2 separate regions of the Mus musculus genome follow, and region 2 is linked to region 1. The links are chromatin contacts, called in public Hi-C maps. All regions are on one chromosome and are shown on one strand. The core of a region is the stretch at or near the end of the contact, and the rest is flanking DNA. Distances in the headings are between cores, read along the strand shown. Region 1 overlaps Hdac4 (histone deacetylase 4). Region 2 has its middle 45 kb from the start of Hdac4.

Region 1 (3,569 bases), core at 917-3,416:
TTGGGTTGAGCCAGTATTGTTATCTGTTGTGTGTGAGCGCAGTGAGCAGGAAACTTCTTGGGAGCTGCTGTCTGTCAGCTTTCAGGAACCTGTGATTAGTAACAGTGACTGAGTTCCTTCTTTAGCATTGAGAAATGAGTCTTGCCCTTCCAAAGAGCTGATAGGCTCAGGTGAAGATACACAGGCACAGTGCTTTCTTCGTGTCAGGTTTCTAACCCCTTTATGTCTGGAAAGTTAGAAATGAGGGTCACTGCAAGAAGTGACGTTCACTCCATTGTGCTTGGTTCCTTTTACTTTATACTTATATTTTTCTCATCATTGGTGTTCTTTAACCTTCCAACTTAGCACTTTCTTAGGTTGTTACAAGTTTTAACAGCCCTTCTGCAGGACTAAGCTTTTATAGCTGAAACCTACCTGTAATTAGCCTCAGCGTACAACCAGAAAACTGTTTCCTGCCCTAGGATGTTAACTGTGCTTCCCTCTTGTTGGTCATGGGCCCAGATAAATCTGTGATGTGGGCATTTAGATGTATAACAGCTCCTTGTTTGGGTGGAGCATCACTTTTGTGGTTCTAAGTTGTGTGCTCATCTTTATAAAGCCCAAATATGCAAATTGAGCTGCCACAAATCAATAAAGCATCCAGAGCGTCCCCAAGACCAGTAAGGTTGCTGGCATTTCTCAGACAGTCATTGTCACAGGCAGAGCTGGTGTTTGAGTCCTGGGTCACATGTGGACATACCTTTTGAATTTCACATTCTAGAATTGGATGAACTTGTGCCTGAGGGCTGCTCATGTGTTAGCTATTCATGGTAGTGTCCCTGGGGAACCCCAGCAGTGTCCCAAAAGCCTGAAGTGCTGGTAGTTAACACACCTCTTATTACAAACTGCACATGCTCACACTCCTGCAGAGTATGCAATGTCTGACCACTGGCCCAGGCTCACTGAGGAACCCCAACACTCCCAGGAAGCTCCTGCACTAATTTTATACCAAGCTGTAACCTAATCCTAACCCTAGCTCTGCCACCAATAGTAACCCTAAGCCTAACCTCTGCTCCAACCCCAAGAAGAACACTAACTCTAGTGACAAACCTACCCTAAATGTACCTCTAACACTGACCTTAGAAGTAACACCAGTAATGACAGAATAATAACCTCTAATAAACAGAAATAACGGCTAGCATGATTATCAGGGCAGTCCCTGACCTCTGTGTGTTGATATGTACAAGTCCCTGTGTTCTTTTAGCTATGACTTGCAGCAAGGTGGAAGCCACATACTCTGCTGCCATCAGACTGCTTAAATGACCCTGTGGCTGACTTCATGTGCTTGGGAGCCATTTTCTTAGGGCTGTTTCTTCCCACTGCATTCAGAGTGGAGCCTCACAGTCAAGAGCAACACAGCTTTTAAGGCTTCCAAACACAGACTGCGAAATCAATCTGCAAAAAAGGACAGCAGTTTATAATCCCATGACCACTTGGTTCAGCTTTTCTGAGCTTTTACAAAATCTGTCAGTTTGATGACTTGGTAAATATGTTTTTCAGTCACTGATAAAAGTTGAGCATTTTTTCATTTCCCTTAAAATGGGTGCTTTTGTCATTGTCTTTATTGAGTTCTGCTCTCATGTTAATTGGTCTATGATTGACAAGTTCTTTATATTCCAGTCTTTGTTTTTCCTGCGCATTGCAGATTCCTGTCATCATCTACCTTTATAAGAACAGGGTTTTTCCTCCTCACCATTAACTTTCTCCTTGCTTTCTGCTTTTGATGTCATTCTTGAAAAACTTCTAACTACAAAAATATTTTAAGATGTGTTGTTCTAAATATCCTACCCATAGCTTTATGGTAAGTAGGCAGATTGAATAAAAACAAACAAGGTAGCAGGAGCCCATTAAGAGGGGAAAACTCAGGAATGGGAGCCCTGATTCAGTTCCGGTGGCATGCTGTGGTCTTCCCTGCACTGGAGGCCACAGTCTGCACAGTTTGTTTTGCACCAGGCAACCACACATCAGCACCTCATGCTGTAAGTGCCCTTGCAGCCCTGGGTATGCTGCTTGTATTGGAATGTCTGTAGTAGACTCTGACGGTCACAATGTCTTCTGTCTACAGACGAGCTTGGCACACAGACTTGTGACTCGAGAAGGCTCAGTCGCCCCACTTCCTCTCTACACGTCACCATCCTTACCCAACATCACCTTGGGACTTCCTGCCACTGGCCCTGCCGCTGTAAGTTGGCCTCTGTGGGTCTGTGTGGCATGGGGTGGTTGTCTACTCCAGTTCCCACAGCCTGAGTTTACTGGTTCTGCCTTTCAGGGTGCGGCAGGTCAGCAGGATGCTGAGAGGCTTGCTCTCCCAGCTCTCCAGCAGCGGATCTTGTTCCCTGGGACCCACCTCACCCCGTACCTGAGCACCTCGCCCCTGGAGAGGGACGGTGCAGCAGCTCACAACCCCCTCCTGCAGCACATGGTCCTGCTGGAGCAGCCACCCACCCAGACACCCCTTGTCACAGGTAAGAACCACAAGGAGATCTCTGTGGCGTTAGCAGTTTCCTTGGCCTCCTGTAGCTTTTAAAGAAGGCTGGAAAGAACAACTGAGCCCATACAACAGTAGAAACTCTATGGTTCTCTGTAATGTGATAGCTACCTTAACTGTGGCAAAAAACTGTGTCCTGCTTAGAAAAATGACCAAGGAGTACCAGTCAGTGCCAGTGGCCCTCTGTTTAGCCTCCTGCTCTCCCACTGATTGGTTTCCCTACAGCTCGAGGAAGCAAGTGCATGAAGTGCAGAAGTGACCGTTGATTTCTCAGCTTGAGGATGATTGCATTTAGAAAAATACAAGTTTGAGACAAAGTAAACTCGTGACATTTACCCAGTTACCACACTTTGGAGGGACTGTTTCAGAAATGATGGCATGTGGAATGTTTCTCATGAGACACACAACCCTCCCTATTGGTGACTTGGCCCAGTTCTCTACATCATCCTTAGGTCAGTGGGTGACTTCTTCACACCTGTTGCTTCACTCAGAATCACAGCCAGAGCAATCCTAGAACTGGCGTTGTCCATGTTCCAGTGTTCCCCTGGGCCAGCCTCTGGTTGGTGTGTTAGAGTTCCCACCTACTGGGGTGAGTTGGTCTGTAGGGCTTGGTATTGGTTTCCTGTCTTGTGCTTTTTGTCCCTAGTATGCCCTTGGCTCTCCCAAGTCAGTGATCTGGACAGGAACAGCACTTGGTCTGCTGGGACACCCTCCTCCAGCTCTGAGAGCAGTGTCTCAGTGACCATGGACCGCTCCCTACACTCAGGCCCCTTCCTGTCTGTTCTCTTGGAAGCCAGGGACCATGGGCTTCATCTTCCCATCTATGAGTGAGATGCTAGCACAGAGTGACAAAGTGAAAAGACTCAGTTCCCGTAGGCAGCGTCTGACACCCAGCAGCCCAGTCGGTGCTGATCTCCAGGTTGAGGTTTTTCCTTTGGGGTTAGCTGGGTTTTGGTTTTGGTTTGTCTCTTTATTGTATTTATTTGAACCTCTGTTGCTGTTTTGATATTAAATCTTGCTGGCCTCAAACTCGGACTCTCCT
Region 2 (4,154 bases), core at 403-2,902, 240 kb before region 1:
TGAGGAGGGAGCATCTCTGGTGATGGGAGCATGTCTGGGGAGAAAGCATGCCTGGGGAAAGGGGCCTACCAGGAAAGAGTGTGTATGTGGAGCCTGACGAGGTCAGGGGACCTGTCTGAGGAGAGGGACTTCCTGTGGACAGAGCCTAGTGACTCCTCCTCCTACCCACCAGCACCTGGATGCAAACTGAGAGGGCAGCTGAATTGGGAGATGCAGGGAATGTCTCTAGAATGAGAGGGACACAAAGGTGGGGGCATGATATGGTCAGGAAGTGCATGGGCCATGCTAGCCAGTCACTGTGTGGAAACGAAAGCTATGCCCAGCACTTCCCACAGCTCGCCCAGCACCCACCTCCACCTTAATTAGTTCTGGCTCCTAGATTAGGAAGGCTGGGACCGACTGCATGAGACCAATGAGCCACCAGGTGGGCAGAAAGGACCTCAGCATAATGCAACCAAATGGAAATTGGCCGTATCAATTAATTACAAGGGCATGGGGCCCTCCAGCATGTCTCCCTACATGGGTTTCACAGACGTTTGCAGACAGGCACAAGAAATTAGAGTCTTGCTCCTAATTAGCAAGGAGAAACCAGAAGTGATTGCCTTCCTGCTCTATGTTCAAGAACCCTGAGGCCTCACAAAATCCCTGGCTGGTCTAGAGTGAAATTGAGTAGCCCCGGGTCTGCAGATGGGCTAACCATGAGCCCCGGGCACGCTCTGCCTGTGTCCTGTTAGGGTAGCTGTGCTATGTGGAGGACTGAGGGAAGCATCTACTTAGCTACCTCACTGGCCGCTGTTCAGGTGGGTTAAGGCGTAGGGAAGCCTGGTTTGCCCTCAGTCCTGTTGTAAACAGTGTGTACAGGACAGTATATATTGGTGACTGGCTTCACAGGAAGAACTCTATAATGGTCTGAGGGAGAAAGGTGAGCCTTTGTAGGGCAGAGAGGGGATACTCTGCTCTTTAGCTGGTAGCCAGCAGCACAGAACCCATGCCATACTGCCAAGCACCCACAGCCTCCCACCTGAGCCTAACAATAATGAGGACAGCAAACCTTATGATTAACAAATGATCTATTATTGTCAGAGAGGCCACATGGGTGGGAGTGGGGCAAGGTGCATTTCAGGACTGGAGTGAAATAAGTGCAGGATACAGCGGGACTCCATGGGGAAAGGAAGCACTGTCAGGGGAGCACTGTCTGGGGAGTACTGTAGGGGGAGCACTGTCAGGGGGCACCAGCTCTGATTCTTCTCATTGCCTGGATCCCATGTACCCTACCCAGACATCTCACAAAACAGCCATGCCCTCATTCCCCCCGCCCTTTCACCCATATGGTGTCGGCCATAGGACTCTCCTCTCAAAAGGAGGTGCCACTCAGCTAAGACCTCCAAGCAGGTTCATTCCACCTCCATCTGTCCTCTGAGGTCATGGTATAGCCCTGAGTTGAGGTCTCCAGCCCCACAAACACAGTTCTCCTCTGCCTTCCTTCCTGCTAGGGGGTGTTGCCTTTATGTCCCACTCCCAAGCTCCAGGTCAGGGTGACTCCTTTGTCATCCTTCCTCTATTCTCAGCTCCCCAACTGCCAGACCAGCGCTCCTCCTGTCTGTCCAGGATGTGTGCCAAGCCCAAACATCCCTATTGCCTCATTGCCCTCCTTCCTGGTCTTTGGTCACCCTCCACATGCCACAGACAGCACCACAGTGTGGCTCTGGTAACCTCTAAGGGGACAGATGAAAGTGAGGTTTGGAAGTAGACAGCTTTGTCATCAAGGCCTAAGAGGAACTTGCCTCTGCCACCCTCATCTAGGAGCCTAGAGCGAGATCATTGTCACATTCAGGTTTGAGCCCTTGACTCCTCATGAGACATGAATAAGCCCTCCATGACACTTCTCCTTGAACCTCTCCTGAGGTCCTTTCAACCTCTCCTGAGGTACATGAAGCAGGGACCCTAAAGATGACCTATTTTCACGTCCCTAATCAGACAGGGCATAATCTTCAGCTCACATGTGGCTCCTAGTGCTCTGACTGCTCTGACTGATCAAGGGAGTCATGTTGGAGCCCACATCAAGCAGGATCCTAGAGGGCGTCCACAGGCCACTGCTGCTTGGACAAGAAATGGGTTCTGTTGGAGCTCTGTCCCCAAGGCTGCTGCCCCTGGGAGTCTAAGTTCCCCTGGTAGTCTTATCCTTCTCAGGCAGCAGGCACTGCCCAGATACGGAGCCTTACAAAGGGATCACTCTGTTCTTAGTACCAGAAAAGTACCCACAGCCTGGACCAGGTCAGCCACTTTACATGCAAATCCCTGAATGCAGGACTCTCTTCTATGCCAAACACTTGGTCAGATGTGCACCCATCCGGAGGGCTTGTACTTTTGCAATCTGTCCCTTGGACCTCCTGTCCTCCCTGATGTAGCCTCCTGTTGAAAATGGCTGCCCTAAGTCCCATGTCAGCAGCCACAAGCAGCAGCTATGAGCACCAGCTCGACGCTAAAGAGCCCTTTAGAAAGATGACCTATTTTTAGTCGAATCTTCTGCCAGTTGCTAAATATCTGTTTAAATACATGAATTAACACATCTGTCAACAGTACTTAGAGTGGGGATAAAACACACCCTCACGGCGGAAGGTAATTTAAAACAAAACACGCAGCATAATGAGCAGCTTGGAGCCTGAGGCCCGGGAGCAGCCCTCCATGCTGCGCTCTTGTTCTCTGCGCCTGGGGGGCCGTGCCCATGGCAACCTGGCACGGTTGTTCAAGGGACACCACAGGCAGCAGTTGGTGGGATGCATGGACCCCCACAACCACCCCCCAAGACAGGACAAAGGGAGTCTGAGAAAGAACAGAGAGAGGGACTGCGGGGGACAGGTCCCTGGAGTGACTGAATGGGAAACATCAAGAGCCACGGCCCCCACAGTGGCAGTGTCTCTGTGTCACCAAGCCCCGTGGGTTGTAGCTGAATGAAGACAGCTCATGTGTTAAGTTGGCTGTCAGGAGTGTTAATTACACCCCACAGCGAGACTCAGACATGGAAGGAACACTGGGGACGGCCTCAAGACTGTGTCTCTGAGGAGCTGGAGAATATGTGCTGAGGGACACACACACACACACACACACACACACACACACACACACACAGCCTTGGCTGTACTCCCTGCCTGTGGCTGCCCAGTGTCCTGAGCTGCCACCCAGCAATGGTGGTCTGACTAGCTATGGCCATGACAGCCCACAGTCAGAGCAGCCTGCATCCTGGCTGGTGGCAGCCTGGGCTCTTCTAGAGCATTCCATCCTGTTGCCTGTGTGAGTGCCCACTGAGCATGGACACACAATCTTGAAGGCAGCAGAAGACCAAGGTTCTTGGTCCAGCTTGCTGCTTCTATGTTATATGACATGCAGAAAGGCATTCATCTCATCATGCCTCAGTTTCTTCTTGGGTCCAGTGAGTGTGGTGAACTGGCCTCACCCACTGTTGAGTGGCCAGAAAGCACATGAAGGAAAACAAAGACTAGCATGGGCCTGAGAGAGTGGTCTTCCACGGGAAGGGTATTGAGAAAGCCTAACTAACTAGCTCACTCCTCTTTGGCATCAGTGTTTCCCATTGGATGAAGAGGTTGGGAGGTGGGATGGGAAGAGGTAAGGGAGAGGGTACCCTTGAAAGATGGAGAGGTCTGAGAAAAACATAGGGACCCTGTTAAGAAAAGTCAATCTGCAGAAATGGAGTACAGTGGACATGGGAATGGGTTCTGGAGTTATCTAGGCTGGAACAAGACAGATGGGTCAGCAGAGTGACCTTGACACATTCCATCTGGATGCCCCTGTTGTCTTGGCCCATCTACAAGTCCCTGGAGACAAGGCATTTCCCCTGAAGCCTTTCCCAGGTCTTGGAACCCAGGGTGTCTCCCATCCTTCCCAAGGACTTTCCAAGTTGTGCCCTCCCCCCAATCCCTTAAAGCCTCCTCTAAACAAAAAACAATGGACAGGTTGTGACTCCTCTTGCTGCTGAATGTCCCTCCCTTTAGTTCAGTCCAACTAAAGCCAGTCAGAGAGGGATTACAAGGGCTTGCTGTATAGTCCATTCCAGAAGGAAGGAGTTGGTTCTGGGACACAACCTGAAGATCTACTGAAGACTCCAGGCAGTGAGGATAGCATCAGCTGGTACCTCT

The links. A called contact is a pair of places that touch in the nucleus more often than the background predicts.
Region 2: a contact with region 1 is called in a Hi-C map of neutrophils, with 2.7 times the contacts expected there. The contact joins two enhancer-like sites. A contact is called at or near these places in 2 of 484 Hi-C or Micro-C datasets (the G1E-ER4 cell line and neutrophils), 2 of 115 datasets of contacts at active chromatin or transcription factors (double positive thymocytes and stem cell-derived neural progenitor cells) and 3 of 9 other capture datasets (adipose tissue, liver and pancreatic islet).

What each region holds. Positions count from the first base shown.
Region 1 is chr1:91,983,313-91,986,881 of GRCm38.p6, reverse strand. It overlaps Hdac4 (histone deacetylase 4), which reads left to right. Exons shown (of 27, transcript NM_207225.2): 10 at 2,105-2,221; 11 at 2,309-2,504. Among named protein-coding and RNA genes, the nearest start is that of Gm46242, 110 kb to the right of the region's middle. Within about 2 kb of position 2,166, at least 54 of the 459 cell types and tissues checked have an H3K27ac peak or open chromatin away from gene starts, as enhancers often do. A contact at or near this core is called in neutrophils, where this site is marked.
Region 2 is chr1:92,222,994-92,227,147 of GRCm38.p6, reverse strand. No RefSeq gene overlaps it. Among named protein-coding and RNA genes, the nearest start is that of Hdac4, 45 kb to the right of the region's middle. Within about 2 kb of position 1,652, at least 77 of the 459 cell types and tissues checked have an H3K27ac peak or open chromatin away from gene starts, as enhancers often do. A contact at or near this core is called in neutrophils, where this site is marked.